Linked DNA regions of Sus scrofa: region 2 is linked to region 1. A link is a contact called in public Hi-C data. All regions are on one chromosome and are shown on one strand. Each heading gives the region's core, a stretch centred on a gene start, on an enhancer-like site or on the middle of the called end of the contact. The rest is flanking DNA. Distances are from core to core; before and after follow the strand shown.

Region 1 (3,393 bases), core at 404-2,903:
CCTCCTCCCCACCCCCAAGAAGGGACATTGTCAGACAGTTTAGTGTCCACCTGCAGGTACCTCACTAGGAGATGGTGCAGATATGACCCAGCAATCCCATTCCTGGACATACATCCAGACCAAACTATAAGTCAAAAAGATACACACATCCCTATGTTCACAGCAGCACCGTTCACAAAAGCCAAGATATGGAAACAATCTAAATGTCCATCGACACAGGAATGGATTAAGAAGATGTGGTACATATATACAATACTACTCAGCCATAAAAAAGAATGAAATTTGCAGCAACATGGATGGACCTAGAGATTACCATACTAAGTGAAGTCAGTAAGAGAAAGACAAACACTGCATGATATCGCTTATATGTGGAAACTAAAGTATGAAACAAATGAACTTATCTATGAAACAGACTCAGACATAGAGAACAGACTTGTGGCTGCCAAGGGGGAGAGGGGTAGAGGAGGGAAGGTTTGGGAGTTTGAGATTAACAGAGGCAAGCTAGTATATATAGGATGGATAGAAAACAAGGTCCCACTGTGTAGCACAGGGAACTATATTCAATATCCTCTGATAAACCCTAATGGAAAAGAATATGAAAAAGAATGTGTATATATATGTATAACTGAGTCACTTTGATGTACAGCAGAGAGTTATACAACGTTGTAAATCAACTATACTTCAATAAAATTTAAAAAAGAAAAAAGGATGGGGCAGGGGGTGGTTCCCAGCCACAATTGCTCCTCATCTAGCACATAGTAGGCACTCAGAATGGTTGTCCCTTGGTATCCACAAAGGATAGGTTCCAGGACCCCGGCGGATACCCAAATCCACAGATGCTCAAGTCCCTTATATAAAATGGCATTTGCACACAACCATCCCATAGTGTAAACCATCTCTAGATTACTTATAACAGCTAGTACAATGCAAGGGCCATGTAAATAATTGTAAATTCAATGTGAATGCTATATAAATTGTTGCTGGAGTACAGCAAATCAAGTTTTGCTTGTTGGAACTCTGTGGAATTCCTTTTCCCCAATGTTTTCTTTTTTTTTTAAGTTTTTCTTTTTTTTTTTTTTTTTTTTTTTTGGTCTTTTTAGGGCCGCACCTGTGGCATATGGAGGTTCCCAGGCTAGGGGTCGAATTGGAGCTGTAGCTCCTGGCCTACACCACAGCCACAGCAATGTGGGGTCTGAGCTGAGTCTGGATCCTTTAACCCACTGAGTGAGGCCAGGGATAGAACCCGTGTCCTCAGGGATACCAGTCGGGTTCATTAATGGCTGAGACATGATGGGAACTCCTCCCCCAATATTTTCAATCCATTGATGTCAAATCCGTGGATATGGAACCCGCGGATTCGGAGAGCTAACTAGATTTACTTGTGGCATGGAAGATCTGACTCAACGCCACCCTGGATTGAGAGACAAACCTGGTACAGCCCAACAGAGGGCCAGGCCCAGCCCCAGGTCACACAGTTGCTTAGTCGGTGGAGGAGGTGGAGTCCAGGCCTCCCTGACCCTGGAAGAGGCCCCGTGCCTCCCCTTCTCCGTCAGCAGCTCCCCATGGGTGGAAGCACAGCCCAGACGTGTAAGCCTGTCCTTCCCAGCCATTAGCTAATCTGGGCACGGCCTGTGTGCCAGGGCCTTCTGTCTGCCCTTCCTGTTTCCCTAGGACACTGCTGTTTACGTTGTCAAGGGCTTATCGCAAACAGGCAGGCAAAGACCTGTGTCCTAGGGAACTTTGTCCCCAGAACCTTCTACCAACACAAGGTCTTGGCCATGGGGACCTTCGACTTCCGTGTGTTCGTGCTGGAAGCTGCTCACACACGGGGCCTCAGTTTCCCCACCTCTAACATAACAGTCAACCACCACATATTGATCCAACACCATATCGAGTGAAGTGGCTGAGGGCTGAGCTTAGCTATCTGACAGCCTGGGTCTGAGTCCCCATTCCGCTCCCCGAGCTGGCGCCCTAAGCACATGATTCCACCAAGGTGTACCTGGCTTCCCTACTGTTAAACGGCTGTGATTCTGAAACTTACTTCCCACGTGTGTAATACCTTGTAAGTACTTAGAACCATGCCTGCAGCACTGTAAGCACTTCAGGATGCACGCTATGATTTTTATAACTCCTTTCCCTGCCTGCCATGAGCTTAGATCCAATTGTCCTTCCCTTACAGCGTGAAGTGGTAGCCCAGCATGGTGCTCACCACTGCGTGACTGTCAGCCTCTGGCCGGCACTGGTTGCCAGGACAGCCAGAATACGTGGAGCACATGCAGGGAAAGCCTAGGTGTGATCCCTGGCTCTGGCACCTTAGAACTTGGATATGTTATGAAAATAAAAAGAGGAGTTTATGGAAGAAGATCCAGAGACCCAGGGAAGGCTGAAGCTGCCCTCATTTTACCCAGAGATGCAGAGGAGACTGCACAGCGTGGTGGGGAGAATCCAGGCCTGGGGCAGGGTGTGGGGTCCTGGTTCTGCCTGTGTCATCAGACCACTCACCACCCTTGCTGGGCCTCTGTTTCCCCAGCTCTAAAATGGGCACTTGAATCCCTGCCCTGCCCGACAGCAGAAGGAATATAGTGAATGTGGGAGAGAGGCTGTGAGCTGCACCTCCTGGCAGGTGGGCAGGACAAGCACCTGTCAGTTACCAGATAGCACTCCCAATCTAAGGACAGGTGCCCAGAGTGCTACATTTCCAGCTGTGCCTTCTCCCTGGGACCCCAGCATGGGTCACCTGACTGGAAGCTCCGTTTGGCTATCTCAGAGGCATTTCACAATCAGCATGGCCAAAGCAAAACTCTTCATTCCTGCCCTCAGCTTCCAAATCTGTCCCTCTTCTCCAGGTGAATGTGACTCCCACCATCCACTTGAGGCTCAAGGCCACAAACTTGACCTTTTTCCTCGCCTTCTACCTCCATCCCTTTAGCAAGGCCTACGAACTCAGCCTTGAAAGTACACCTGAAATCACCTTACCTCCATCTCCGATGCCAACCCCAGGGTCAGCTGCTGCAGCCACACCAGCCTGGACCACACAAGAGTCTCCTTCCCAGCTTCCTTTCCAACTCCAGCGCTTAGGGCCCTACCTTTAATTCATTTTAAAAGTAATTGAGGTGTTCCCTCTATGGCTCAAAGAGATTGGGGGTGTCTCTAGAGCACTGAGATGCAGGCTTGATCCCTGGCTAGCATTGCTACAGCTACAGCTTAGGTCGCAACTTTAGCTCAGATCTGATCCCTGGCCCTTCCATGCTGCAGGGTAGCCAAAGAAAAAAAAAAATAAAATATAAAATTTTTAAAGTTAAATTTTTTTTTTTTTTTTTGCTTTTTAGGGCCACTCCCATGGCATATGGAGGTTCCCAGGCTAAGGGTCGAATCAGAACTGTAGCTGCTGGC
Region 2 (3,393 bases), core at 334-2,833, 120 kb after region 1:
CTTGCCACTCACTGGCTGTGCACCCATGGAGCTCCTCCCGCCCCCTCCCCTTCTAGCTTCCCATCCCCCCCAACCCTGTACCTCCCACCCACCTTCTGGCCCAGAAGGTGGAGCACGTGCCCCCCAGCAGCCCAGTTTCCTCCTTCGCCTGGTTCACAAGGTCCATTCTTCAGGCCCATTCTGCAGATGGGGAAACGGAGGCTCAGAGAAAGGGAGGGATGCGACCACGAGGCAGAGCTGGACTCGGGAATCTCGGAGTAAATTATAGAGTCAGGCCCCTGGAGCAGCCCAGTCAACTCTCAGCTCTTTAGGGTCTGTGCTGGCTTTCGAGGTCCCTGAAACAGTTCCCTCGGCTGTTCCTGCATCACAGATGGGGCAACTAACGCTTCCCTCCCCATGTTCATCCTGTCTGCTCCACCGCACCCTCAAGAACGAGAGAAAGCATCTAGCCTGACCCCCACATGAACCCGTAATGTCTCTCTCTCACCTCTGCACTTTTGCTCCTGCTGTTCTGTCCTGTTCATCCCAGTTCAAGTCCTCTTCATCTGTCAAAGCCCATAGAAAATGCCACCTCTTCCATGAAGCCTTCTCTGATTGCATTGTCCATTCATGGCTTCTCAGTCCCCTTCCCCCCAGGGGCCTGGAGACATTCTTCTCCTCAGCTCTAAACACTTTATCTTTTGGGCGGTCCTAGAGGGCAGACCAGGAGCCTTTCTGTACACCCCCACTCCCACCCCATCGGTCAGGGCAAAGATGTCCACAAGCTGAGGTGCACAGTGGGTACACACTCCCCCCACCACTCCAGAAGCCCCTCCAAACCTTTGTCTTGTGGCCATGCGATGTAGTAGTCAACCGTTAAGACTTGGAGCAGGTTTTTCTGGGTTCAAATCTCAACTCTCCCACTCACTAGCTATGTGACCTTGGGCTTGTTATCTAGCCTCTCTGAGCCTCAGGTTGCTCACCTATTAATGGGAATAATAATAGTTCGAAGGCCCAGGTTGCTGTGATAGTGAAGTAAGTTAACATATGTTAGTTTTAAGGATAATATCTTGTACACAGTAAGTGCTTTGCGAGTGTGTGCCATTGTCGTTAATTGTTATACTGTTATTGTTACAACCAGGAGAATACAAAGAGGCACTAGGCACAATCTTTGTCCCTAAGAGGATGAGAATCCAGACAGGAACAAGAAAAGAGGTTTACACTTCAAATTGCATTTAATGATCAAACCACCTTAGTAGTTATCACCAGCCCCACTTTATAGACAAGGAAACTGAGGCTCCAAGAGATGGTGTAAGCTCCCAAGGGCTCACAGCCCTAAGTGGCAGGGCTGGGATTCAGGGCCAGGTCGTGCGGCTCCAAAGTCCACGCTCTTTCAACAAGCCTGAGCTGCCTCTCAGTCTGGCAGCAAGATAAGCCGTGTACACAAATAGCTGTAATCCAAGGTAGAAAGTGATAAGTGCCAAACAGGGACCGATAAAGGCTCTGGGAGGGCGGGGAAGGGGTGGAGGTCAGGGCAGGCTTCTGAGAGTGGGTGACATCTGAGCGTAGCCTCAAAGCTGGACAGGCTGAGTGGCGAGACTGTCCAGATGGAGGGGCCAGTGTAGGCAGACATGGGTCACTGTGTCCACAGTACCTCGCACAGTACGTGTCATTGAGGCCCAATAAATATTGGAGGAAGCGGCGGCGGGGGCGGGGGGAGAGGGGGAGAGGGGGGAGGGAGGGAGGGGGAAGGGGGGAGGGAGGAGGGGGGAGGGAGGGAGGGGGAAAGGTGGGAGGAAATACCCTGACCCCACTTGGCCCAGGAACTACCCTCTCACGAGGAGACAGGGTCAATTCCTCCAATTCTCTGAAGAGCTTCATGGGGCCAAAGGTCCCCCTTGTCCTCTGACACCCCAGAACAGTAGCTCAGCACTTCCAGGCTGGAGTTCCTGATACTTAGATGTTTTGCTCAATAACAGGAAGAACTTCCCAACAAGTAAAGAAGGACAGGGCTTCTCTGTAGGGTGGGGCAGTGGTGTGCCGATCCGGCTCAGACTGGCTCACAGGGGGCGAATGTTACATTTTTAAGAACTGTGTGACCTGCTGGATGTTAAGATGGCAGCCTGAAATTGGCCATGGTGGAAGTATTTTACACCATGGGAAATCAGCAAATACTACAAATCAGGTTTTCCCTACTTGGGAGAACCAGCTGTTAAACATTTACCAGCCCGCCACTGGGCATCTTCTGCTACGTAAGGGAGCAATCTTCCCATTTCTAGAAGGATGCAAGCAGAGACAGTCACCTCCTAGGAAGAAAGAGGCTAAGGGACGAGTCTTTAGTGATAGGGCTCAGATTAGATGACGTCAAATGCCCCTTTTTGGCTCCAGAGTCTACGAAAAGTCAGGTTTAAGAAAAAACTTAATCAGGATAATTATTCATGCCAGGCAATTATTAACCACTTGACTCAGAGGCTGGGAGTAGGGCGTGAGGAGCCACATACTTGCGGATCTCACAGATGGAAAACCCTGTCCAACGCCACACAGGGAGTGGCACCAATACTAGGACCGGAACTAGGTCTCCAGCTTCCCACCTCCCAGCCAGAGCTCCTTCCAAGGCACGTGGGCTGGGCTGGGGAGAGACAGAGACATCTTCCTGCAGTTTGTCTGGGGTCTGTCTCCTTCACCAGAATATAAGCTCTGTGACAGCACAGACCACATCTGTTTTGCTCACTGTTGGATCTCCGGTGCCTGGTTTCGTTCGTGTATTCGATTCATAGCAGGTAGTCAATAAACACTTGTTGAAAGCATCAATGTGTCTGAGATCCTTTCTCCTGGCAGCATCGGGGAAGCTGGGAGCGCCAGCATCTGAGGCCATTACCACTTGGGTCCCCATTCCTGCTTAGTGACATGGAACCAACAGATCAGGGTTCACATACCAACTCTGCCCCTTCCTGTGTGACCCTGGCCAAAGCTCCAGGCCTCCTGAACCCTCAGTTTGTTCCTCTAGCAAGTGGGTTGTACCATCTCTGCCTGCTTCCTGAGGCTGTTGCACTCAGGTGCAACAGAAAGTGTTCATTTCAACCTCTAAGTGCTGTTCCCTTCGGAGGAAGGTGAGAGAATAGAGAGCTGGCTTTGGTGGCTGGGTAGTGGTCAGGCTGATGCTCTCTTGGGGCTGACTTTTGGGATCATCTGGGCCAGACCAGCCCATGGTGGGGTGGGGGTGGGTTGCAAAACAGAGCTCCGATTTCTAAAGGGGCAAGAATGGGGGAGGATGAAAGGAAGATAGTAAGGGAGAATTGGGAGAGGCATTTTTCTCCTGAGACCAAGTCTCTAGGAGCAGAGGGGGCAGGCGAACCAGGGACTTTTAAAAGCACTTCTGTGTCTCTGCAGAGCTGTTTGTCCCCGCCACACCCC

The links. A called contact is a pair of places that touch in the nucleus more often than the background predicts.
Region 2: a contact with region 1 is called in a Hi-C map of liver, with 2.2 times the contacts expected there. The contact joins two enhancer-like sites. A contact is called at or near these places in 1 of 5 promoter capture datasets (liver), 1 of 47 Hi-C or Micro-C datasets (liver) and 1 of 2 datasets of contacts at active chromatin or transcription factors (skeletal muscle).

What each region holds. Positions count from the first base shown.
Region 1 is chr14:81,277,673-81,281,065 of Sscrofa11.1, forward strand. All of the region lies in intron 4 of LOC106506054 (a long non-coding RNA gene), which reads right to left. Among named protein-coding and RNA genes, the nearest start is that of ZMIZ1, 130 kb to the right of the region's middle. Within about 2 kb of position 1,654, at least 9 of the 83 cell types and tissues checked have an H3K27ac peak or open chromatin away from gene starts, as enhancers often do. A contact at or near this core is called in liver, where this site is marked.
Region 2 is chr14:81,396,903-81,400,295 of Sscrofa11.1, forward strand. No RefSeq gene overlaps it. Among named protein-coding and RNA genes, the nearest start is that of ZMIZ1, 10 kb to the right of the region's middle. Within about 2 kb of position 1,584, at least 17 of the 83 cell types and tissues checked have an H3K27ac peak or open chromatin away from gene starts, as enhancers often do. A contact at or near this core is called in liver, where this site is marked.